Linked DNA regions of Sus scrofa: region 2 is linked to region 1. Evidence: chromatin contacts called from public Hi-C data. All regions are on one chromosome and are shown on one strand. The core of a region is the stretch at or near the end of the contact, and the rest is flanking DNA. Distances in the headings are between cores, read along the strand shown. Region 1 overlaps MYO1D (unconventional myosin-Id). Region 2 holds the start of CDK5R1 (cyclin dependent kinase 5 regulatory subunit 1).

Region 1 (7,473 bases), core at 2,646-5,145:
TCTAATATATGGCACAAATAAACCTTTCCACAGAAAAGAAACCCATGGACTTGGAGAACAGACTTGTGGTTGGAGGGAGTGGGATGGACTGGGAATCCGGGTTAATAGCTGCAAACTATTGCCTTTGGAGTGGATAAGCAATGAGATCCTGCCGTATAGCACTGGGAACTCTTATCTAGTCCCTTGTGATGGAGCCTGATGGAGGAGCATGTGAGAAAAAGAATGTCTATATGTATGTGTGACTGGGTCACTTTGCTGTACAGGAGAAACTGACAGAACATGGTAAACCAACTACAATGGAAAAAATAAAAATCTTTAAAAAAAAAAAAACCAAAAAAACTCCAATGACCTCATTTTCTGGATAAGGAACTGGGCCCAAAGAGGTTGTGAACTGGGCAGGATCGCTTGGGTAGGTCGCGGCGGAAGTGAAACTGTCGCCCAGACCTCAGGTTTCTGACTCGGGTCCATTCATCTAGTAGCTGAGAGGAAGGGGTGGAAGGAGCAATTATCACCAATAACTTGAAAGGGCGAAATGCAAATGAAAACCAGAAAAAACGCTCCACAGGAAACTGAGAAGACTCTGAAAATCAGTCCATGTGGTCTCCGTGACAAGCTGATAGAACCCGAGGCAGCTGAGCGGCAGAGGGCTAGTTCTGCAGGGGGGACCGGCCAGGGCAAACCTGGACTGCTTCACTGCCAAGTCCTGGGGCATGGGGGCAACTCTCCAGAACTGTCTGGGCCTCAGTTTCCTCAATCATGAAATGGGGGTAACAGGAGTGTCACCCTCAATCTAGAATTTTGTGAAGGTCAAAAAACCATGATCCATGGCAAGAGCTTTCTTAGCACAAGGCCTGGAGCAAAAATACTTGATAAGTATTTGCTGATACCGTTATTATGATTACTATAGAGCTACCGGTGCCAGGGACGGTTTTGTGTTTCTTACTAGAAAAATTCAGTAAAAAATATTTATTGGTGGTTTCTCTGAATGGGAAAGCCATATCTCTTTTCTTTGGGGCTAAATGAGTCTATATAGGAGTTCCCCTCGTGGCTCAGTGTTAACAAACCCAACTAGTGTCCATGAGGATGTGGGTTCGATCCCTGGTCTTGCCCAGTGGGTTAAGGATCCAGTGTTGCCTTGAGCTGTGGTGTTGGTTGCAGATGCGGCTCAGATCCCGGGTTGCTGTGGCTGCGGTGGAGGCCGGCAGCTGTAGCTCCGATGGGACCCCTAGCCTGGGAACCTCCATATGCCCCAGGTGCGGCCCTAAAAACAAAACAACAAAAAAAGGGAGTAGACATACATGTATCTTCTAGAATTTCCCACCATAAAAAAAAAAATGCCTCCTTTCGCTTTCGTCTTTGGTGGAGCAGGCTTCCTTTCAGCGTCAAGTTACGCTTTCCTCCACTGGTGAGAAAGTCCCTCTCAGTTTCGCAACTAAAAAAAGGGCTGCTTCTTAGCAGAGTGGCACGAACTCTCCCCACGCTCCCGGGGCCAGGTGTAGGATGGAAACCAGGAGGGGATTCTTATCTCCACCTTTCATCACTTTTGTTTTCCTTGGGAAGTCACCTGGACTTGGATTTGAGCTGAGATCAGGAATTCTCAGTCTGAAAGGGTTCAGGTACCGCCGTTCGTGTTTTGCGATCTGTCAAACGGGTACCGTGGGGACCAACTGATTAATATGAATGGAGAACGAAGGGCGGGCTCGGGGGGGGGGGGTCCAGGAGCCGTCTCTTGGGTGCTGCTTCTCAGACCACTGATCCAGTGGCCCAGAGGTGAACCTCCTTTCTCTCCTCCCCTGCCCCATGTGGAGTCCTGGGGCGATCTCATTTAGAGGCCTGGCTCCTGAAGGGTTTTGCATTCCTGGTTATTTTTAGCCTCACTGAGTGGAACTGTTCAAACGCGGTGGCCACATGGCATGCAGCTGTGCAAAGCAGCTGCCGTGCTCTGATTTCTCATCCCTATTACTGGACATTTCTTGTTAGGTGATGTCTAAAATTCCCTGTATTTTTGGTTGCAGGTGATCTCAAGAGCTTTTTCACCCTGGAGTCTTAGGACATCAGATAACCTGCTCTAGGTTGGGGATGAATCCAGAACTGGAAAGGGAGACTGATTTCAGCTTTTGGGACTGCAACTGCTTTGCCCCGGAACTCTCAGGTCTGGGGCGAGGGACAGTGCGGCGGGCTCTGGTTGTGACGCTTCCTTAAGGCGCCCCCCCCCTCCAGCTTTCCAATTTGGGAAAGGGGGCCACTGTCTCGTGGGGTCTCAGGAAGAAAGCAGAGAAGATGAGGGAGCTTGCCTCCTCCACGGGACTGCAGCTAAAATGTACAAGAGGCTGTCAATTGCAAATGTACGACTCAGCTGGAGGCCGGGGAGAGCTGGGCTAGACCGCGTGCTTCCCCCTGCTGCTCCGTCTTCTCTGCCCCCATCCACGCTTACCTCCCTGTCTCTCCGTCATGCAGTGCTTAGTCTCTTGGTTCATCCACCTACACCCACCTGCCGTGACGCTTTGGCCTTTAGGCTTTTTGTACGTGCTTTTCCCACCTGCAAGGCTCTTGGTCCGTTTTCCATACTAACTTATTTGTCATTTGATTCTCAACATGAGCATCCCTTTTGGAAGTCTCTTCAAGACAGAGTTAACTGTCTCTTTGATGTGCTTAACACACTAGATGGTAATCGCCTGTTTAATAATCCAGCCTGCCCCCAATACACACACACACACACACACACACACACACACACACACACGACTGTAAGCCCCTGGGCCGTGGCACGGTCTGGTTTACTGTTTTTATTTATTTTTTTAAGATTTTTATTTTTTTCTATTTTAGTTGATTTACAATGCTCTGTTATGCTTTATGATTGTATCTCCACTTCCTGGCCCAGCACATAGTAGGTGCTCTGTATTTGCTAGATAATGTTTCAGACTCCCTAACAACGCCCTCTTTTTTACTTCCTCCTATATTCTTTATAATGTTTCTTTCTTTTCTTTCTTTCTTTTTTTTTTTTTTTTGCAGCACCCGTGGCATGAAGAAATTCCTGGGCCAGGCATCAAACCCAGCCACAGCTGCTACCCAGGCCATGGCAGTGACAATGCCTGATCCTTAATCCGCTCTGCAACCCTATATACTTTTTAGACCATCTCAAACGCCTTTTCCTCACATCAATTCTCTAAGCCTTCTATTGCCTCAGGGTATCTATTCTGATCAAGTCCTTTGTTGGTTCTGAGTTTGAAAAAAAAAAAATCTTCACTTGTGCATATAGGTATGAAAATGTGATGCTGTAGACGCCTGGACAGTGTCTGTGTCTAAGAGAAAAACATCAGAGGAAGCTGGGGCTGGGTATTTGGGAGGAGCTAGAGACTCTTCTTCTGGCTCCTGGTCATTCTCCTTCACGAAGCCGCCTTTTTTTGTGGGCTGCTGAGTCTGGACCCCTATTTTCAAGGCATAGTTCTTTCTTGACAAGGAGACAGCACAGGTTTTCAGCCAAGAAAAATCCTCCATTGATCATCTGGAACTGGTTTTCATTTCCTTTCAGGAGAATTCTTCCCACAGAGAGGACGTGTTCGGTTGCTTACTGTCCCCACAAAGGTCCCCTCTCCTCCCCACCCCTGACTTCTGCTCCGGGCAGATAGGGACCGATGCCAGGGACAGCAGCTATCGGCAGGGCCACACAAGCACCACCAGGGGCTTCTCTACGATGACTTTTCACAGGGCTCTTTTTCATCCTTTTATAATGAGTGTCTTTCCCCAGCCCTCGCCATCAAGTGGTATTTTTCTTTTTTTTAAGGTTTAAAGAAAAATGGAATAGAAAGAACAGAGAGCTCCCACGTATGTCTCACGCCACACCCCGTGGTTTCCCCCCTATGACTAACATCTTGCCTCGTGTGGTCCACTTGTTACAAGTGATGAACCAATACTGATACATGACTCTGCACTGAGGTCCACCGTTTACAAGGAACTCATTCCTTGTGTGGGCCCGTCTGTAGATTTTGCCCCCAATGTATAAAGTCAGGCATCCACCATTAGAAGAGTTTCACGGTCTGAAATATCCTCTGTGGGGTACCAGCCCCTGGCAAGCACTGACCTTTTCACCATCTACATAGCTTTGCTTCTTCCAGAATGTCACAGAGTTGGACGCATGACATTTCAGACTGGTTTCTTCTGCTTAAAAATATGGACTTGAGGGGCCTCCACGTCTTTTCAGGACTTGATAGCGCATTTCTTTTTTTTTTCTTATTTATTTATTTTACTTATTTTCTTTTCAGGGCTGCACCCTCGGCATATGGAAGTTCCCAGGCTAGGGGTCGAATTGGAGCTACAGCTGCCGGCTTATGCCACAGCGCCTGCAGCGCTGGACGCAGGCTGTGTCTGCGACCTACACCACAGCTCACGGCAACAACGAGGCCAGGGATTGAACCCGCATCCTCATGGATGCTAAGCCGGGTTCTTAACCGGCTGAGCCACAATGGGAACTCCCTAATTTTTTAAAGCATAGTGGATTCACAGTCGAGTGGTGTTTTAAGCAGCAGTATACATGGCGTTATGATGACAACACACCTCTCATGACAGCAACACAGTATTTGGCATAGGATTCAACTTTCTGCCTGAAAAAAGACCTCCGTCCAAACACAGGGCTTCAGAATGACACCAATGGCATCAGAAGCTGCACCTGGGGCTGCCAGAGCCACCCCGTAAACTGCGGAGATAACAGGCTGGCGGTGGCCACCCATGTGGGGAGGGCTCATGTGGCCGTCCGAGGGGTGTGGGCAAGATAGATGGTGACCGGGTGTCTAGTCTGTTGAGATACCGCTGGGCACTGTGGACTGGGGGCCCAGGATCTGCTTCCTGCCCTCACCGACTTGACATGGCCTCATTCTCGCGATGCCTGGCAGACAGGCAGAGGCAAGACATTCCCTGTGCCCATCCAATCTAAGCAAAAGCAAAACAACTCCAGCAGAACTGGCCTACGTGGATTTACCCAGTTTAAGGCTTGTGCCTGTCTTGCCCCATGGACCAGTGGCTTGGGGGAAGAAGGCGGTCTGATAGAGGAGCTGTTTCATGCCCTCTGCCCTCGGGAAGGCTGGCTGAAGAACACCAAGAAACCCGTGGCTACTGCAGGGAGCGGAAAGCACGCAGGTAGAAAGCACAGGGCAGTGCCTGGAAGCGGGGCTCCTGAGACTCAGGAAGATGGGGGGAAGGGAGCAAACGCTTCTGCAGAACGTGGGGTATGTGTGTGGGAATTGGGGGATGGGCAGCAGGGGAGGCTGAAGAACGGCCCCGCAAGAGAGAGTCACATCCCACTTCCTGGGACCCGCGGCTGTTACATTACACTGCAAAAGAGGACATCGCAGATGGGACCACCTGAGGCTCTTGAGATGGGGAGAGCATCCTGAGTTATCCTGGGGGAACCTGAATGCCCTCACTGGTGTCCTCATAAAAGGGAGGCTTGACAGACAGGAGCGAAGGTGATGTGATCGGGGGGCTGGGGGTGGGGGCAAAGCTTGGAGTGGCGAGGCCACAAATCGAGGGACGCCTGCAGCCCCAGAAGCTGGAGGAGGGCAAGAAGCGGCTTTTCCCTGACAGCCTCTGGACGGAGCTCAGTCCTGCCGAGCCTGTGACTTTGGGCCAGAATCACATCAGTGATGCTGATTGCGGACCACTGGCCTGAAGATCTGGGAGGAAACGGCTTTCTGTTGTTTCAGCCACCAAGGGCATGGGTATTTGTTACAGCGGCAACGAGAAACTAAGATACACGTTAGGGAGACGCGCCATTTGATGGGATTTCTGACTGTTCCAATGAGCATCAAGGGTGGGACAAATAAGAGAGAAGAACAAGCATTTCACAGTATTCTATTCACTGTGTGGAGCCAGGATCAAAATTCTGAGCCAACACACACACACACACACACACACACACACACACACACACACACTCACTCACTCACTCTCTCTCTCTCTCCTGGATTTGAATCAGCAACTACTCCCATTTGGCTTTGCAGTGTTAGGCTGTCTCTAGAGTAATTCATGGCAAATTGGAACAGGCAGCTGTGAGTTGAGAAAAAGAATTGTGAGACAGTACCCACCCCCCCGCCCCCCGCCGCCCTGCTTCGTCAGGGAGGGTCCCAGAAGGCATCACAGACTCGAGACAAGAGGGGAAGCAGAGGAAGGCGGGGAGAGGCTGCCCTTCCAGGCGGGAGCAGCCTGGAGGGTGTGAGAGGAATGTACCCCCCAGAATGAGGGAAGGGGGGAGGTTCCCTGCAGCTCTGAGAAGCCGCTGCCTCAGCAAGAACAAGGGGGAATGGAAGGCCTGACCCCCTTTCTGTTCTGCCTTATAACTTTCCCAGGGGTAAGCGTTATCCTCCTGGGTGGGTGATTTATCTTTAAAAAGAGGACTCCTGGGGCATCCAAAGGCTCGGTGCGCTGTGTAGATGCGGCCGGCACAGGTAGTGGTGGTGCTGCTCTGGGCAGTAGCATCTTTGGGCTCCTGCAGCATGTGGGGCAGCTGGTGGGGGGGAGGTGCCATTTAGATGAAGGAATGGCTTCAGGCTTAGGATGCTAGACCAGGGGGCACAGGAGATGAGAACTCCCCGAGGACAGAGAAGATCACAGTCTCCACGTGCTTCTAGAAGCTCTGCGGAGACAGGCTCCTCTCGCCGTGGAGGAGGCTGTGCTGACAGATGGACCAGTCTCCCTGTGGCTGGCCCCACAGCCTTGGGCTCCTGGCTGCATGGACAACTGAATGATAACCTCTTAAACCCTCGATTCATTACCAGTCAGTACCTCTTACTGGACAGACACACTACCTCTACACTGTTGACTCTCGGACACGTGCGCAGATCCAGTTGCACGTGGATTAGCCTCAAGAGTAAATAGTCTGAAGCCCCCTGAGGTTGGCACAACCCATGGATACAGAGGAACAAGGTATACGGACTATAAGTTAACACCCACCAGGATTTGACTGCTGGGAGGGCTGCACCCCTAACTCCTGTGATGGTCAAGGGCCAGCTGTAGATGGAACTGACCCGGTTCACCAGGGAGAAACAAATACAAAGATCCAAACTTAACAAAAACACGGGGGACAGAGAGCTTAGGGCAGTGAACTCAGGAGCAAGGAGCAGAGGAGCCGGAAGATCCATGTGCATCAAGCCCCCAGTTATGCTGCCTCCCTGCTCTTGGGCTTTAAGTCTTTTTGTCCATCTGTAAAATAGGTTTAATATAATAACACATGGCTCAGACGACGAACAAAATGAGATAATGTACGTGACAGCACTTCTGAAGCTGTAGTGATTTTTGTCTCAACACGGAAATGTACAGCACGAGGAAACAGAAAAATGCTACCCTGATGAGGTGTAGAAAAGAATACAGACTGTTAGTGTAATTCCCAGAAGATAATTTCATTGTGACTCATCAGGACACTCTGGGATGATAATGAGACATCACTCAAGAGAGACGAACACCTCGATAATGAGGACAGCC
Region 2 (7,473 bases), core at 1,922-4,421, 46 kb before region 1:
TGCTGCATGCTGGTTATGTAATCTGCGCTGCCCAGAAGGGCCACTAGATGCTGCTCTCTGATGCCTGAGAGAAGAAAGCATGACTTCTTAGGATCCTGGGACTCTGTGGACATAGCAGCCAAACAGTGCATGCAACAAGCAGGCTGGCCCTTCCGGCACCTAGATGGACTATAGGATAAAGAGAATGATTGATGGGGGTGGGATGTGAAGATTGGGAAGAAAACAGCTGTGCATCATTCAGCTGGGTCTACCTTCTGGGTCCTTGATTCTGCCATTTTTGGCTGATTGCTGCTCTTTGCAGTTGGAGTAAGTGCAGGTGGCGGTGGTGGGGTGACTGAGCACAGGATGGTGTGGCGCCTCAAAACAGGCAGAGCAGGCGTGACGTGGGTGGACAGGGTTCCAGATCACCTCGTGTCACAACAGCCAGTGTGCTGGCAGTGCCATCCCATTCAAGTTCTGCTGCACACAGGACTTCACCTCTGACAAGTGGGAAGAGGTTGGGGTAGTTCTGCCAAGAGCTCTTTTTGAAGGCAGTAGGGGAGGGCTGGCTGGACAGAGGCAAGAGCGGACCTAAGTTCAGCCAGGCTGGAAAAGGCCCAGGCCAACACAGGCTTCTGTGGTTTGGGAAACGCAAGGGGGTGAAACGCAGGGGCTTGGTACTGCCCACCATGAATTGGAATAGTTAAAATTTAAATTTGTAGATATATACAGGTAACAGGGTGGGTCCAGATAGTTCTAAGGGGTGTATTACAGGCATAGCAATCTAAACACATTTGGGGGGAGTGGAAAGCATTTAAACTCTGGTCGTCACCAGAATCTGAAGGGGACCATGAGACAGTGTGGCAGTGTGGAAGGCAGTGTGGACACGGGCCAACTTGGGAGTTGGGCCTCCACCACGGGCAGGATGAAAAGAGGCTGGGGTTCATCTTCGCCTTGGGAAGAGAGTTATTTGGCCAGAAGACCTGGAGGTGAGTTCCGAGAGCTCTACTCTAGAGGAGAGTTGAGGAAGGAGGGGCTGTACCTTAAGGAACATTCAGAGGGAGGGGCACATTGTGCCAAGGGCCCACCTTCATCTTCCAAGATAATAGCTGCTGTGGTTGTCTATGAAGGGCTCTGAAAAAAAGCAATGCATTTTCCACTATATGGTCACCACGGTCTCCAAAACTTTGAGTTGCCACTATTGACAGAAATCTCTGGGTAGTACTTTAGCAAATTCTAGTACTTTCTGATGATGGTAGTAGCATTGTTTTGAATGACACCAGAGTTCTGTTCTGCTTAGGGCAGTAGGCAGAGCTGGCACAGGCTGTGTGCTGGAGTGGTCCGGGAGTCAGAGAATTGGATATTCTGCCACTTCCTCATCATCAGGTCCAGAGGTGGTATTTTGAATTAAGATATGGTTTAAGTCTCCTGTTTCCCCGGTTCGTGGTCCAATCTGTCAATCTCCAGAACCAAACTAAAAGTAAATGAAGAATAGCCTTTGTGACGGGTCTGGATTCTTGTTCCTTGTGAGAGGAAAGTTCTTACTAAAGCCAAAGTTTTACTCAGAATTTAATAATTTTACAGATAACCGAGTCTTCAAATGATACATGCTTAGCATGAAAAACATTTTAAGCAGTAGATCAGAGGCTGGTTGGAGAAGCAGTTGCTTCATTTGTACTTTAACAGATAAGAGGGCAAGTGGAAATTTGGAGGTCTCATTTGCGATGGGCCCATCTCTGGGGCAGCAACCAAACCAGGAGCCTCAGGGCCCTGTCCCAGGTGTGGTGTGGGGAAGCCAGTCGCTCTTTGTGGAATGCCCCAGAATTGCCTACGCCTCTGGCCTGCATTTTGGAGACCTACCCGGGCCGCGGGCAATCTCCTGGGATGGGGCAAAGGAGGTCCCCAAGGCAAAGGCACTCAAACTGCTGGGACAGCCCCCTTGGGATGCGCGTGGTACTCCGAAGGCCTCAGCAAAGGCTTCGCCTCTCCGCACTTTCCCGAGCTCCCCAGCTAACAGGGATGTTATATGGAAGAAGGCTGCTCGGGGTCCGGCCTCGGTGAACGGCTTCTCGGGAGACAGCCTCAGCCCGGACCGGCCGCGCGTCGCGAGGGCGGAGACACATCCCAGACCGTCCCCACCGCCCGCAGCTGCGGGCGCCGCGGCGGGAACAAAGGCAGCACGTGTCTGGGCGGGGCGGCGGGCGGGGTCGGACGTCGGGCCCGCCCCTCCGGAGCTCCCCACCCGCCCGAGCTCGGGTGCGCCGGGCGCCCGCGACTCTCACGCGGCGGGGCTGCTGCTGGCGCGGCCGCACTGAGCGGGCGGCGAGCCGTACGGGAGGGGGCGGCCCCGCAGGGCGGGGCGGTGCCGCGAGTACCCGCCGCCGGAGTCGGGGTCCTGGATGGGGCTCGGCGAGTAGAGGCTCCTGGGGCTCGTGTCCGCGTCGCTGCCCGTACCGCGCGCGGCTTGAGCTGAGCACGGCGGCGGCCCCCGCTCGCGGGCGAGACCAGGCCCAGCTCGGCCGGCGCGTTGGCCGCGCGCGCTCCCGAGAGCAGTCGCTGAGGTGCGCGCCGGAGCGGGCGCGGGCGCGGCGGCGGCGAAGGCGGCCGAGCGGGGGGCGGGGCCGCAGCGCCTGCAGAACCTTGGACAGAAGCTCCGGAGCCGCCGCCGCCGCCGCCGCCGGGCGCGAGCCCCGCCGAGCCCCGCCGAGCGCCGGGATCGCGGCGCGCATTGCGGAGGGCGCGGAGCGCCGGAGCCGCCTGCCTGGTAAGCCTACGCCTGGGGCCGCCCGCTGCTCCCGGGGAGCCGGGCCGGGGTCGCGGCCGCGCGCGGTGTCCAGGCAATGTCCCCGGCCGCCTCTGCCGGCGCCCAGGCCCCGGCGCTGCCATCCGGACCTCGGCGGGAGCGGGTGCCGGTGCCGCAGTGGAGCGGCCAGGCTGCGGCGCGGGGGCGCGGGCGGGGCCGTGTCGGCCGGGGAAGGCCCGGGCGCGGGTCTGGGGCGGAGGAGCGCGGCGCGAGCCCCGCCTGGCGCTGAGAACCATCTTGTTTTCCACACAGATCCGAAGGGGCGGCACGCGACCCCAGGAGCGCCCCCGCCACCCCCGGGCCGCCGCGGGCTCGGTGAGCCCTTTGCTCCCTCTGGCCGGCAGGCTGGGCGCGCAGGGGCGCGGGTCCCCGCCCGGCGCGCAGCGGCACCATGGGCACGGTGTTGTCCCTGTCCCCCAGCTACCGGAAGGCCACGCTATTTGAGGATGGCGGGGCCACGGTGGGCCACTACACGGCCGTGCAGAACAGCAAGAACGCCAAGGACAAGAACCTGAAGCGGCATTCCATCATTTCCGTGCTGCCGTGGAAGAGGATCGTGGCCGTGTCGGCCAAGAAGAAGAACTCCAAGAAGGTGCAGCCCAACAGCAGCTACCAGAACAACATCACGCATCTCAACAATGAGAACCTGAAGAAGTCGCTGTCGTGCGCCAACCTGTCCACGTTCGCCCAGCCCCCACCGGCCCAGCCGCCCGCACCCCCTGCCAGCCAGCTCTCGGGCTCCCAGACCGGGGTCTCCTCCTCCGTCAAGAAGGCCCCGCACCCTGCCGTCACCTCCGCAGGGACGCCCAAACGGGTCATTGTCCAGGCGTCCACGAGCGAGCTGCTGCGCTGCCTGGGCGAGTTTCTCTGTCGCCGGTGCTACCGCCTGAAGCACCTGTCCCCCACGGACCCTGTGCTCTGGCTGCGCAGCGTGGACCGCTCGCTGCTCCTGCAGGGCTGGCAGGACCAGGGCTTCATCACGCCGGCCAACGTGGTCTTCCTCTACATGCTGTGCAGGGATGTCATCTCCTCCGAGGTGGGCTCCGACCACGAGCTCCAGGCTGTCCTGCTGACCTGCCTGTACCTTTCCTACTCCTACATGGGCAACGAGATCTCCTACCCGCTCAAGCCCTTCCTGGTGGAGAGCTGCAAGGAGGCCTTTTGGGACCGCTGCCTCTCGGTCATCAACCTCATGAGCTCCAAGATGCTGCAGATCAACGCCGACCCCCACTACTTCACACAGGTGTTCTCCGACCTGAAGAACGAGAGTGGCCCGGAGGACAAGAAGCGCCTCCTCCTCGGGCTGGACCGGTGAGCCCGCTAGCCGGCACCATGGCTCAAGGATTCATTTTTAAAAATTTATTCTTAAATCAGAATTTGTGTACAGTATGTGTTTAGCAAAGCCACCGAGGGCCTCGCCCTTCCCACCTTCTCTCCTTGGGGTTTTCTTCAGCCCTGCCAAGAACTCCGGGCGCTTCTGAACTCCCGAACGTCGTGCAACACCCAGAAGATACATTCAGAGCCACCTCGGCCCCTCACGTCTCACTTCGGGGAATTCAAAGGACTGACCTGCCCCTGCTGCCGCCTGTGCCCTTGCTGGACCAAGGCAGGTGAGGCTGCCCGCTGCTCCCTGCACGACGGGAGCTGGCGGCGGGGGGGCCCCTGGCCAGGTGGCCCAGGGAGGAATTGGAGTTTCTAGTCGGAGGCTCTTTTCTGGCTCCTGTTTTGGGTCGTCCCTTCTCCCAGAGGCTTCTGGAGCCGGCCACCCCGACTGAGCTGCACGTGGGGCCGTGAGGCCAGATGCCCGTGTCCCTGAGATAATCTCTTCAGTGGAGGAAAAGCCGGCCTGGTGCAAGGATTCTGTCCTATTGTTTAACCATGCACGACCCTGGTTTGCTCTCTTTTCTTTTTTAGGGAGAAGGGCTTTCCTTTAGTGGAGACGTGGAACCCCCCCCCCCCACCTTGCCCCCTGCTCCCAGGCGTATTGGTAGTGTTGGTTAATGAGCTGGTTTGACTCATTCTTTCACTCTGGGTCCCAGCTAAAGGGGTGGGGTGAAGCCGGGGACGACTCCTTTCCCAGGTGAATCTCTCATTTGAATCATGCAGCTTAGTCACCCTGTGGCCAGACCAGGACAGCTCCAGGGGCCCACTGTCAACAGCCTGCCTTCTGGGCGGATGGGGTTGCCATGCCTGGGACGGAGCCAGTGCCCACATCAGGGCCAAGGCCTCTTGCTGGTGCACTTGACATTTGTCCTGCAGAGCTGCGGAGGGGGTCGGGGGGTGGGTGATGCCAGGGATCAGGGTGAGGTGGTCATGGTGTACGCCCCCCTCTTCCACACCCCCCCCGCCCCGCCCCCATTGATTTAAAGCTGTTTCCCATCGTTCAGTCTCTTCTGAAGACGAAGCCTGGCCCGGAAAGGCCCAGAGAGACAGCTGGATCTTGGAGACAATTACAAGCCAGAGCAGAACTCCTGATTGCCTGCTGATTCCACAACTGATCATTTGCAGCTGCTGGTTTGGGTGTCGGCCTTACCCCAGTGGCTGTAACAACACATGATGTGTACTTAATCAATTTTCTTTCTAATTCTCCCAGATTGGTGGCTTGGGACTTGGGAGAGGACCAAGAGAAGGGAGCAAGCTTTCCTCTGTGGCCCATCCCTCGGGCCTTGGGGAACAAAGACTGGTGAAGACGCTATGGAGAATTCTCTCTTCCAGTCCCAATCCCCCAGGGGGTGCTGGAACGGGGGGCCGGGGGAGGCAGAGGGCGGCAGAAGGCCGGTTTACGTAGGATTAGCTTCCAGGTGGCTGCCGATTTCAGCACAAGCACTACTGAAATTCACATAAAAAAGAGAAAGCTGTGAAATTGAGGTCCCGCTTTAAGAGGCCCGGGCCGAGCGCGCGGGCCCGCGGAGCTCCCGAGGAGGAGGGCCTGCCGGGGCCGGCGGGAGCGCATTGGCCCCAGCTGCGCCCGGGGCCCACGCCGAGCCCTTCCCGGGGCCGCCGGCCAGATAACCTGCCGCGGGGCTGCTGGCAGGACCTCGCCGCAGCGCCTCTTCTCCGCTGGAGCTGTCGCCTGGCGTGTCTGTGCAGATCCTGCTGCCATGTGTGACCCGAGGTAGGAGGCCCGTGGGGGCAGCGGGCCCTGGCGACACGCAAGGGGGAGGTTCGGGTGCGAGTCTCCGGAGCAGGGGCGCGGGTCCGTGGTCGCCTCTTCCCCGGGCTGCGCTGCGCCTGGACCTGTGCGAAGGCGCCGCCGCCGGATTCCAGTTTCGTGTGTTTCCCTCTCTCGCTCCGTATTTATTTTTTTAATTTTTGGAGGCGGTGCACATTTCAGGAGTGGTTGGGGACTAAGGAAAGAACTCTCTAGTTCCATCAAGGTGAAGCCTGGCGGGGTCTCCTCCCTCCCTTGCACTGGTCATCAGTATTGTGTAAAGGAACTGATATACTTGAGTGTGCAAGCAATGAACCCATTTGACATGCTGCTATGAAGACTACTTTTAGAACAACAGTAAAAAAAAAAAAAAAAGAAAAAAAAAAGGAAAACTTAACCTACACACAAAAAAAAAAACCCACAAAAAAAACCCCCAACCAACCAACCCTTTATTCTTTAAATTGTTGCTTTTACAGTGATATTGTGCATGCAAACCAGGAGCATTTTGTGTCTTAAGAAAAATAATCTTAGAACAGACGGCTGTGAACATTACATCCGTGCACAGAACAAGTCACAGGAATAATAGTTCAGGATTTGGTTTTTCTCTTTTTCTTGTAAATCTGAGGGGTTGATATATTCTTTCCATGCAGTTATTAGAACTTAGTTTTGTTCCAACAGTTGTTAAAACTTGCAATGAGAAGAAAATGTGCCATTTTTTTTCACTCGGAATTATTCATAGCTGTATATTTGAAACTGCTAATTACACACGTGCGATGTATGTTGGTTTTTTAGTGCAATTTCTTCTGTAGCTATTCTTTGACCAAACTGTGGGTATTGTTGATATTAATTTATATTTGTCTCATTTTGTATGTATGCCTAGCGTGTTTGTAAGTATGTGTGGTTTATAATCTGACCAGGTCATGAAGCTCAGTTTGGCTGTAATTTAATTCCCCTCCCCTTATTTTTATTTATTTTTGTACCGTGCTGATTAAATAAAATGCACTGACCATCCATTACATAGACCTTTTTTGTGGGCACATCCTTGTGGAGTAGGCTGGGGGCCCCCTTTGTCAATGATTCCTGGGCTCAGAGCTTAATTGGATTGCCTTATGGGGGAGGGGCGCGTGGGAGGCGGGCTGGGTTAGGGCTGAGGGCTTAAAGAGAGGCTGCACCTTAAGGTGATTAAGGAAGAAGCACAGGTTAAGTCAACTCCGGTTTCACGGTGGGGCGGTGGGGGAAGGGCCAGCAGGAGCTGCTCCCCTGCCTTGGCGGAGCTGGTTGACCAGGATTGCGGGCCAGGGAGGAGGATGGGGCTCAGGTGTGGCTTGGCAAGGGCCAGCTCATTGGCTCCTGCAGGGGCACCCGGCTTGGTGCTACTAAGGCTGCTGCCCCATTGTTCTGGGCCTGCCTCTGCTCATGGCCCACTGCCCGGAGGCTCCCAGGCCAGCAGGCGTGGACTGGGGTCCATGTGGCTCAGCCCTGCCAGCCTAGCTCTGTGCAGGTTTCCAAAAGGAGGAACTCCAGCCCATAATTGTGGCAA

What was found. A called contact is a pair of places that touch in the nucleus more often than the background predicts.
Region 2: a contact with region 1 is called in a Hi-C map of fetal liver, with 1.8 times the contacts expected there. The contact joins the promoter of CDK5R1 here to the enhancer-like site in region 1. A contact is called at or near these places in 3 of 47 Hi-C or Micro-C datasets (epiblast stem cells, fetal liver and skeletal muscle) and 2 of 2 datasets of contacts at active chromatin or transcription factors (alveolar macrophages and skeletal muscle).

The regions. Positions count from the first base shown.
Region 1 is chr12:42,445,308-42,452,780 of Sscrofa11.1, reverse strand. All of the region lies in intron 21 of MYO1D (unconventional myosin-Id), which reads right to left. Among named protein-coding and RNA genes, the nearest start is that of CDK5R1, 45 kb to the left of the region's middle. Within about 2 kb of position 3,895, at least 5 of the 83 cell types and tissues checked have an H3K27ac peak or open chromatin away from gene starts, as enhancers often do. A contact at or near this core is called in alveolar macrophages and fetal liver, where this site is marked.
Region 2 is chr12:42,490,111-42,497,583 of Sscrofa11.1, reverse strand. CDK5R1 (cyclin dependent kinase 5 regulatory subunit 1) reads left to right here and starts at 3,171. Exons shown (of 1, transcript NM_001101816.2): 1 at 3,171-4,192. The coding sequence starts at 3,174. The coding sequence ends at 4,097.